Regions from separate parts of the Triticum aestivum genome. Here regions 1 and 3 are each linked to region 2. Evidence: chromatin contacts called from public Hi-C data. All regions are on one chromosome and are shown on one strand. The core of a region is the stretch at or near the end of the contact, and the rest is flanking DNA. Distances in the headings are between cores, read along the strand shown. Region 1 holds the start of LOC123119855 (serine/arginine repetitive matrix protein 1). Region 2 holds the start of LOC123119858 (auxin-binding protein 4). Region 3 holds the start of LOC123119862 (glutathione synthetase, chloroplastic).

Region 1 (3,490 bases), core at 390-2,889, 280 kb before region 2:
CGGGAAAACCTGGAGGCTCGCGTCGGACGCGCACTGCCGTCGGCGGGCGGCGGCGGTGCCGAGGAGTGGGAGCGGCCAGTCCTGGCGCCACCCCTAGCTGATGGAGCGGCGCCGTTACCGCGGCCGAGTCCCCTCTTCTTCTTCTTCTTTGCCCCCTGCCGGCCTCGGCCAGCCCCATTGGTGTTGGGAGGGAAAGCTGGTTCGCCTCGTGGGGGCTGGTACCGGCGGGAGGTGGCATTGGGAGCTGGCTGCTGCTGCTGTTGGGGACGTGGAGGAGAGCGCGAGCGACCCCCGCGGACTGGGGAGTGGCTACTGTCTCGGCGACGCTGCGGAGAAGGAGAGCGGCGGCGCTGGCTCCTCCATTCCGCAGTAGGAGCAGGCGAGCGGGACCGGGAGCGGCCCCGGCGGTCAGCCCGACCCGGCGAGCGGCACGGAGGGGAGCGGCGGTCGGAGCGCGGCGGGGATCGCCGGCCGTCCCGTGTCGAAAGCTGCCGGCAAAGGTCGTCTTCGCGGCGCACTGCGTCGGGGGAAGGGCGCGCGGCGTCCCGGCGGTCATCGGCGCGACGCTTGGGGCGGGTCTCCTCGTCATCCCACTCGTGGGGCATAGGCGCGGGCTCAGATGGCGCGGCCGCAGATGGAGGCGGCGCACAGAGCAAGCGGGGCGGGGTGGCGGCGGGGAAGGAGGATGGAGCGACGGCTAGGGTCTCTGGAGCGGGTACTCGAACCCGATGCGATGAGGGGGGCCTAGGGAAGCCGGCAGGAGGCCATATCGATCGGCCCATCGGGATGGCCGGCCCACGCGAGGCCACGGGCGGGGAGGGCCTGCTCGTGCTAGGCGCGGCCCACAGGCCCGCAACGGGCCCAGGCCTCGGCCGGTCCGACTGGGTGCAGCCCAGCCAGCAGGGCAGGGAGGTGGCTGCGAGGGTTTCCCCTCCCGCCGCCACCGCCGCCGCGGCCGGCGCCGGCGCCAGGGACGAGGAGGGATCGAGCCAGGGGCGTCGGGGTGCGAGGCGGGGCGAGAAGCGGAGGGCAGAGGAGCCGAAAGCCGCTATGAATGGCCTGATGGGAGACCGGCGCAGGAGAACCGGAGAGTACGTCGGAGCAGTGACCGGACGGCGCGGCGAGGCTCCGGACAAGTTGGCGATGGCAGCGGAGGCGGCGGAGCGCCACGAGACGCGGGCACTCCCTTGGTCGGACCGCCCAGCGACACCCCACACCGGAGCGCGGCGGCGGCGAGCGGTCCGAGAGCCCAAGGCGGCCTTTTGGCCAGGCGTCGGCGGGGGAGCCGCCGCAGCGCGCCGGCGCGACCGCGAGAGAGGGCCCGAGCTGCCACGCCGAGGTGGCTGCTCGCTCTCCACGCTGGTCACCCCCAGACGAGCCGCGGGTTCCTGGCGCACGATCGGCCGGCCGGCGGCCTCGTCGTCTGCCTCAGCGAGGTCGGCCCAGCGCAGCACCGCGGCCAGCGCGGGGGCCGGGGGGGGGGGGGGGGGGGGCGTTCGAGGACGGGGCGGCCGCGAGGAAGAGCTCCGGCAGCGGGGAAGCCGGCGGCAGGGGCGCGGGCGGCGAGTCGCCCTCCGGGCCGCGGGAGCAGCTGGCTTCCTCCATCCTCCTCCTTCTTTCCGGTATTCACTAGCTGCACAATTTTCATACCCATACAAACATAAGATTGTGAACAACTATTTGCTGAGCAAACACTTAACTTCAAGGTCCTCAACCGCAAACCACCTAAATCTCAAACTGACATTGGTTCATTGCATGCTTAGTTTGTATCATGAACCAGTTTGTTGCTAGGCTGGCAGTTCTAGTGTCCATCTAGGTCTTACCTTCTCGGTTCCTTTCTCGTATATTGTTACGTCAAGCAGTGCATGCTATTCTGATATGAAACAGGATTTACCATGCATGTTGTACCAAGGTCGCAGATATGCCTACAAGAAAGTTCAAAGAATGGATCCATCATCCATCCAACGTGGGGTTCGGCAGTTCAAAACATACATGTCACTTAAGCTAGATCAGGTAACCATGTATCTGAACTTATGATGTTGCTACTACCCTTTCCTCACTGTGGCTGAAATCTTAGCATCACGCTTGTCAGAATTTTATCAACAATAAAAAAACTTACTGCATTTTTTTGTAGCTTATTCATGTTCTGGCCAAAATGGGAATCCATTGTCTGTTAACTCTTGTTTTAGTTTTCTTCTTAACCTAACACCATGCTAGTCTTCTTCTCTAATGCATATTTATGATATACATTTGTATTAGCTGTTTCTTAGCCTCACAAATGGGAGTAGACTGTGAGCTCCTCACAAAGGAGAGTAGACTGTGAGCTCATTTCAGGAGTCTGACTCATATGAGATATAGTATGTCCTTGCATTCTTTCATTCAGTTCGATATAAGAAAAGTGAATAAGTGATGCTGGACGTCTGATGTCTGAAGCAGACATGACCGTGTTGTGACTATGCTTGCAAACTTGCTTTACTGTGACTAAACTTACCTCTTTTTTTCTCCTTTTGAGACCTACCTTCTTTGTCATCTTCTCTTCAGTGGTGAATACCTGACACTATTCTATGTTTGACAGGATGACACGCAATTTCCTTTAAATGATTCAAAGGAGATCCAACGATTTTATAAGTACTACTGTGAAAATTTGAGCAGAACTTCTGAAAAACAGAACTTGTAAGACATAATACACTCATAATCAATTTCGTTTGTGGTGAACTGCTTTAATCACCTTCTTTTTTGTGTTGAAAACTCAGTGAGGAATTGGCTAGATATTACCAAGTGGCATCTGCTCTTTATGAAGTGTTAAGAGATGTAACAAACAACAAGGTTGATTCTGAGGTACTCCATTTTACATAAAATTGCTTTACATAAGTTTTCGTTCACCTGTTCCCTTGGTGAGCTTCTTCAACACCGTCTCCCAAACTTTGTTTTGTAGGTGATGAAACGTGCTAAAGTAGTAGAGGAAAAGAGTGCTCATTTCAAGAGTTACAAGTACAACATAGTCCCCCTCAATTTTCCTGGTTCTGCCGAACCAGTTGTGGAACTCCCGGAGGTTAGTTATAATTCCTAGTACTTATGTTTGCTCCTCCCACTCTTTCTACTTGTTTATGAAAATCTGCAGCAAGTTATGATCCTATTTGTGCTGTAAATGGTGTAGATAAAAAGTGCTATGGATGCAATACGTAACATAGACGGTCTTCCAAAGCCACACATGTCTTCAATGCACAGGGAAGGAAAATCTATCTGGGATTTACTTGACTGGCTTTCGCTAGCATTTGGATTTCAGGTAAATGATTGCTTTCCCAATTATGTTCTGATATTGTATCTGAGGTGATGGAATGTCATCCCGTCCAGTCTTACCGGTTCTCATGGTATTATGCTTGACAAACATATTTAATGTTGTGCTACATGCTTCCTTTTGTAGAAATCGAATGTGGAAAATCAGAGAGAAAATATGGTGTTACTGCTTGCAAATATTAGCACAAGGACC
Region 2 (3,287 bases), core at 379-2,878:
CCATCAAGTTAGCCACCTGGCAATTAGTTGTCCACACATCTTATTGTCACCTTTGTTAACCAAGCCTTTGAGCAGGCACATGATGATTGTCTCAAGCTTTCTTCTGTTTCATGCCCTAGCTAGAATTTCTGCTAACATAAAGAAAAAAGAGATCACCAGACAAGAAAAAAAGAACAAAGAAAAATGAGACAAATAAGCATGTCAGAGCAGCGCCCAGCACTCACGGCGACATGGAAGTGCTCTCTGAACTACAACCCAGAATAAAAACATGCACAGTTTTCTCTAAATGTTAATATATGCATGGTTTGACAATTCTAACCCAAACAAATAACTCAAAATCAACCCATCTGGATCATGGACAACACATTTAAATCCTAATTAATCAGCGTAATCATTCTTAACAGTAATCCACAACTACAAAACCAAGAAAAACCTTAGTGGACCTAACAGGCATGAGTGATTAGCAAAAAGGGGAACGGGATTGACAGAGATAAACACAGAAGAGTGAGAGACATGAGATCCTCACAATAGCAGCACCATGTACAACGACTTGCATCAACGGCTTGCCGCTCAGCTGGCGGACAACACATCCAGCTCTCACTACATTGAAGACTGTTGGTTTCCTGTATGGAGCAGCAGGAAAAGGGGATCAGAACCATGTGTGTATGGAGGTCTGTGAGAGAGAGGAAACCGATGCATTACCTGCGTGCACGCAAAAAACAAGGACGATGGCAACACGATGATGAACCCTACGGAGCAGCGGCGTGAGCATGTGCTACTCCGGCCGATGGCGACGGCGCCCATCATCGCTGTCGTGCTCGACCTTATGCACACGCACGGCTAGGGTCTGTACCCTGCTCGTGCCCTCGCTCGACGGCCCCGCTGCTCCGTCAGTTCCGACGCCTCGTCGCCGACCGCCGGAGAGGAGAACGAGAGGACGCGGAGGAGGAGGGTGGGCATGGGAGAGGACGGGAGGAGGAGGGTGGTCCCGACAGATCGAGGGAAAAGAGCACGAAGAGAGGGGCAAGAGATCCACGCCATGGCCGTCGCCTGGCCCAGCTTGAGGTCGAGGATGGGTGCCCAGGCGAGCGGCGGCGGCCGGCGGCGGGGCAGGGAGGCGGGAGTGGGTTAGGGTTAGGAGGGAGAGAGAGGCGAGGCGCGAGGAAGAGGAGAGGGGGCGACGCGAGCGCGGGCGGAGCAGACGGGCGCGCCATGGGTCGTCGGCTCGACGAAGGAGATGATGGCGGCGGGGCAAGGAGGCAGGCGCTGTTCTAGGGTTTGGAGGGAGAGGGAGGCGAGGCTGGAGGAACGGGAGGAGGTGGGCGGCGCGAGCGCGAGCGACGGCTAGGTTTTTTTTTCCATGGGAGCCACCCCGTTTTATACGTGTGTGTGTGTGAAATGACAAAAATGCCCTCGGCGGCCATCCAGTTTTACAGGCGGTGGCACGCTGGAGCGTCACTATTCATTGTAGCAGCGGCCAAGGTCTTCCAGGAGTGAGATCCGACGGTCCACAACGCATCAAAAAACCGATCCGACGGCCGAGATTGGCTGAGCTCTAAAAAGGGTTCTCCCAACTAACATAGTAATCTGATTCACAATCGGCGACAAGGTGCGAAAAAACCGAAGAGACACGTGAGAAAGAAAGCGCTAGAAGGGTTCTCCCAACTAACATAGTAGTCTGATTCACACGTGAGAAAGAAAGCGCTAGAAAGATGGCGAGTGGACACACAACAGCTGCGTCCGTCCGTGGGCCCCGCTTCGCCGGCGCCGGCCGCCGCGGCGCCCTCCTCCTCGCGCTGCTCCTCGCCGCCGCGGCCGCCTTACTCCCAGTAGCCGAGCCTTCCTGCCCCCGAGGTTTCCCTTTCCCCTTTCAGTTTACTTCTGCAGTTCTTGGAACTCCCGTTCTCGTCGACACTTCACATTTACTCGTATTAGCCAAGATCATATTTAAAATTTACAAACTGATCTAAGTTCCGAGTAATTTTGAAGGTTAGCTATGAGCTTAAGATAGCAATGAGATATTAGTCAGTTCGAGCCAGTTCAGCACCAGATCTAAGTGTCTTACGGTACCTTTGTCTAGCAAGTACACCGGAGCACTGGATAACAGTCAGTTCAGTTCTAGCAACTGCTAACTAAATGCATCGAGTTCTAGTCATCTAGTGTATCTACCTACCCAAGCTAATCTCTGTTCTAGCAAGTCTTTCTAGTGTATGCAGCCAAACTGAGTTACTGATCTCAGTTCTACCAAGTGCTAACTATATCTACCGTCTTATCCAGACAATTCAGTCGTGAAAGATATAAACAAAATGCACCAGAGCAACTATGGAATTGGAGGATTCTCGCATATAACCGTTGCCGGTGCGCTAGCTCACGGCATGAAGGAGGTAAGCAATCAATCCAGGAACCAGACTGTACTTGAGTTTCTCCCATTTCGTGTTGCTATGAATTTATGCAGACCTTTACTTGCATGTACTCATGTATATACATGGTTTCTTTGGTTCATCTGTATTGGAAAATGTGCCGATCTAAGATGGAGCTGTTCTTTCTTGTTTATTATGTGAAATGCTTTCCTCTAGGTGGAGGTGTGGCTCCAAACAATTAGTGCCGGCCAGAGGACACCTATCCACAGACACTCGTGTGAGGTCTTTGTTGTCCTCAAAGGGAGAGGCACTCTCTTGCTGGGGTCGACCTCACTGCCGTACCTGGGAACGCCTCAGGAGATTCCTGTCTTTCAGAATAGCACATTCACAGTTCCTATAAATGATCCACACCAGGTAAAGATGATGGATGGCTATCGCTATTATTTAGCACACTCGTAGTCATGAAACCATCGCTAGATTTTAAGATTATGCATGGGAATCCATTTGCATGCTAGTGCTTACACCATGCTCCTTTTGATTGCAGGTTTGGAATTCTGATGAACATGAAGATTTACAGGTGCTTGTGATCATATCGCGCCCACCTGTGAAGATGTATGTATACCTTGCTTGAATGTCTTATCCTGTAGTAGTTGACAACATAAACTGAATTGATTTGCTCATACCCATCACTGTGGAGTAACTTGTGTTGGGTGCTATACACACATGTTGCCAAAACCAACTTTATCCCCAAACCGCTGCTTGTTCAGTACTGAAAAAAAACAGTTTCAAAGGTGGGAAAATGGCATAGTGTTTTATTTTGGACAATTTTCTTCCTTTAAAATCCAACATTTGAAGTTCGAACACAATCTAAGTACCAAGAACCTTTTCATACGTCCTCATAAGTACAACAAAACATCGATGACTTAA
Region 3 (3,361 bases), core at 283-2,782, 310 kb after region 2:
TGACCTAATAATAAATCTGATTAGAAATATCCTGATAGGTACAAAGTACAAAACTTCATAGTAACCATTAGTAAGACTTAGTCAAATGTAGAGAAGTTTGGCTTAGGACAAAGCTAGAACTTCAAATAATTTGGAACACGGGAAGGAATTCTTATCTCTAAGTAAACATAGAAGACATATTATTTAACATCACAATTGCAATGCAGCATCGTTTAGAAGTGTAGAAATAATTTTTTTGGACATAAAAACCATGTGTACAATTACCTAACCAGATTTCTCAAGTAAAGATACAGTGTAAATACACACAAGCATAGCAATGTAATACCAAAGATATGTTCTACTTTACCTGTGAAGCTCAGTCACTATAGAACAAAGCCCAGGAAAAGATACTGAAATAGTGTTGAGCTCTATTTGGAGAAGAGAATTGGTTTCTGAATCCAGCATATAATCTGATCGGTGCAGCCCCAGTCGAATATTCTAGTGAAAAAGGTAGCATTTGTCAGTACCATACAGTAAGGACATCAACCAAAATAGGGACCAAGAGACTAGATGGATCTATTAATGTTCAGGCATAGAAGTTGACTGAATAGTAGAGGTGAGGTGAATAACCTCCTTCTTGTTTGCATCCATCATCTTCCTGTGAATATCTAAGAGCCTGGAAGTGAAATCATCAACCTGCCTTGTTCTGAAAGTACAAGTATGACTGTATCAGGCTATCCGCCCAAGAGCTCCACTAAAATCCTTATCAAATTATCAACAACCTGATTCGTCGATATACAGCCTCTAAAAAAGTTTTAAGGAATATCAACACGAATAATTGACATGATTTTGTGAGCTGGTACGCTTCTTTTATCCTGGTCAACTTGCAGGCAGAGGCTGTGAATGAAAACGTGGAGAGGTTAACATGGCAACGGAACTCACTTGGACAAGGAATCCTGCAAGAAATCCCCATCCAAGCTAACACGATCCACGAGCTCGTTGAAAAGCGGGGCCAGCTCGCACGCCTGGCTCCAGAAGGACTCCGGGAGACGCGACGGGAGCAAGGAGATTGGAGCGTGGACCAACCCAACCCCAGGAACTGTTCCTGATCTCTGCAAGAGGACATGCAGTAACAATGAATGTTTGGTCATGGACGATGATATTCCGAGCTCTGCTCGTCGCTTCAAAGTTCACTCATTCAAAGGTTGCGGTCCTGAGCTTGGCCGGCCGATCCAAGAAGAGGTTGATTTCCATGGAAGTTTGAACCGAGGAGGCGAGAACCTTACCGGGTCCGCGCGGTCCCCGACGACGAGCCCGTGCATCGCGCACCACGCCGCCGCCTCCCGCGCCATCTCCTCCACCGCATCGGCGTCCGGCTTTCCCTCGGTGGTGCTCATCGCCGGCAGTGGTGAGTGTTGGGCGCGTGAAGAATTTCTGCGTAGTTTGAGGTGGTATATTCTGAATTTGAAGCTTAGGTTATCGGTGTGGAGGGGTATGCGATTTCTAGGAAAATGGAGGGGGCGGCGAAGGCGGCAGGGTCAGGTTTGGTCTCTGTAAAGTGTGCCGGTCACTTTCTCTGCTTGGGCAGCAGCCTCAAACATTTTTTTTAAAGAAGTCCTCCAGTTGGAAAACTGATGATGGATTCTGTGGTAATGGACCAAAGCGAATCCAAACCATTCTAGTACAATACTATACAGACTATAAAAAATAAAATAAAAGCTAAATATTAAGTAAATTTAGTTAGATTGCCATGTTATTTAGTGGTAGTACCACACTATTTTGTCTTGCAAAATTACATCGCAATGCAGTTCCATTAGGTTTTCTTCCTTCATATGATTGGGAACCATAGAGGAAATCTTGCATTGTATGGTACAGAAACTGGAAACTGAAAAGCTTACCTTTTTTACAAAGAAAGAACGGTGGTGAGCTATACCACTTTCCTCACCTCCAATTTGTGGTACACAATGAAACAGGAAAGTGCTTTTAGAAAGATACCCATGTCACCCTTCTTAAAAGAGATTATAAACTGAAAAGGGGGATAATTGACCTAAAAGGTTTTTTCTTTTTGTTGAAAGTTGATCATCTCGACTAAATATTCGTGATTAGGACCATGTACCTTTTTTGTTAGACTAGCTTGTCAAGATAATCCCGAATATTCGGCTGCCCCATCCCAATGGCATCATGCATGACATGACCAACAGATTAGTGTCTCGATTCACTGAATCTAAAAAAAGATGCTGCACCCCATTATACATACTACCAGTAAGATGGAAGAAAAACTTTCCAGTGGTAACAATATTTTGACGGGACAAAGAAAAAAATCCAGGTGTCATGTTTGGCACGTCTCCAGCTTCTCAACGCACATTTGAGCGGTGATCATGGAAATAACATTACAACGAGCATCAAATTTGGATACAATGGAAAGAATCCAGGGGGTGTAGAAAAATTATTGCTAAGAAGAGAAGACCAAGGATTCGAGATCGCATAGAGCCATGAAATCTAAGCTCAGCATACAAACTTGTCTGACAAAAATGATGTACAGATCTGTTTCCCACTTGAAACACTATTTTCCTCAATTATATAAGAACTAAAAGAGAACTTCCAGCACAGCTCTGGTGGGACCAAAAAACCGTTGAGGACCGTGCCTGGCGATGAACACTGGCAATTATAATTCTTTTGGCAAAGCTGCAGAAGGACATTTTCCTAAGGTATTCCATAGTATGTAGTCTCCAGAAGAGGCCTGCCAAAGGAGAGCAATGTTATCAAAGAGTATCTTGTATTGATGGTGATATTTCGCCTTTCCGCACAGGGGTCTCATAACCGATTAGAAATAACACAGCAATTGAAGTGCAATTTATCTGCTTCGATAAACAGATCAAATGGCTATTTGTGGAACAAATCTTTTGTGATGTTAGTCTAGCATAAATTATATTTATGCTCAAGGTGTGTGTTTACAGATCAAAAATATCATGTCCCAGGGAGGAAGTGGTGATAAGCAGGGATGAAGAGGGAAAAGGCAAGTACGCATCAACTAGTCATTCTTCTGGGAAGCCAGAGTCCTGCACAGGCTGACCTCCCCCACCCCCACCCACACACGCTGATGCGTGTGCCTCACCGCCGCAGCCTGTCCAAACCACCTCCTCCACCAAGCCACTGCCATGGCCGACCGGTCGTCCCCATCATGGGCTCAGGGCTGCACTTCCACGTGCCGAATTATTTCAGGCGACTTGCGAACAGGGAACACGACTTTATTAATAGTGTGTGCAACAGAAGCTAGGAGGGTGCTTCGCATCAGATCAAAATACTTGTAGTTAGTTCAGCAATAACAAAGTAAGGTAATATTTTTGCATAAGCAAACCCATGCATGCACTGTACGATTGTA

What was found. Hi-C and Micro-C count contacts between places; a contact is called where the count stands out from the background.
Region 1: a Hi-C map of leaf shows a contact between it and region 2, with 8 times the contacts expected there. The contact joins the promoter of LOC123119855 here to the promoter of LOC123119858 in region 2. A contact is called at or near these places in 3 of 5 Hi-C or Micro-C datasets (all in leaf).
Region 3: a contact with region 2 is called in a Hi-C map of leaf, with 2.6 times the contacts expected there. The contact joins the promoter of LOC123119862 here to the promoter of LOC123119858 in region 2.

The regions. Positions count from the first base shown.
Region 1 is chr5D:125,980,356-125,983,845 of IWGSC CS RefSeq v2.1, forward strand. LOC123119855 (serine/arginine repetitive matrix protein 1) reads right to left here and starts at 1,640. Exons shown (of 2, transcript XM_044539799.1): 1 at 1-1,640. The coding sequence starts at 782. It overlaps LOC123119854 (callose synthase 7), which reads left to right and starts at 1,501. Exons shown (of 42, transcript XM_044539798.1): 1 at 1,501-1,622; 2 at 1,888-2,013; 3 at 2,576-2,673; 4 at 2,754-2,838; 5 at 2,936-3,052; 6 at 3,158-3,286; 7 at 3,425-3,490. The coding sequence starts at 1,900.
Region 2 is chr5D:126,260,319-126,263,605 of IWGSC CS RefSeq v2.1, forward strand. It overlaps LOC123119858 (auxin-binding protein 4), which reads left to right and starts at 1,629. Exons shown (of 5, transcript XM_044539801.1): 1 at 1,629-1,854; 2 at 2,278-2,384; 3 at 2,577-2,774; 4 at 2,905-2,972. The coding sequence starts at 1,713. LOC123119856 (a long non-coding RNA gene) reads right to left here and starts at 1,342. Exons shown (of 6, transcript XR_006459020.1): 1 at 703-1,342; 2 at 527-623; 3 at 17-131.
Region 3 is chr5D:126,574,595-126,577,955 of IWGSC CS RefSeq v2.1, forward strand. LOC123119862 (glutathione synthetase, chloroplastic) reads right to left here and starts at 1,533. Exons shown (of 13, transcript XM_044539804.1): 1 at 1,266-1,533; 2 at 922-1,091; 3 at 610-685; 4 at 347-477. The coding sequence starts at 1,376. LOC123119861 (AP-5 complex subunit mu) reads right to left here. Exons shown (of 8, transcript XM_044539803.1): 8 at 2,329-2,719. The coding sequence ends at 2,645.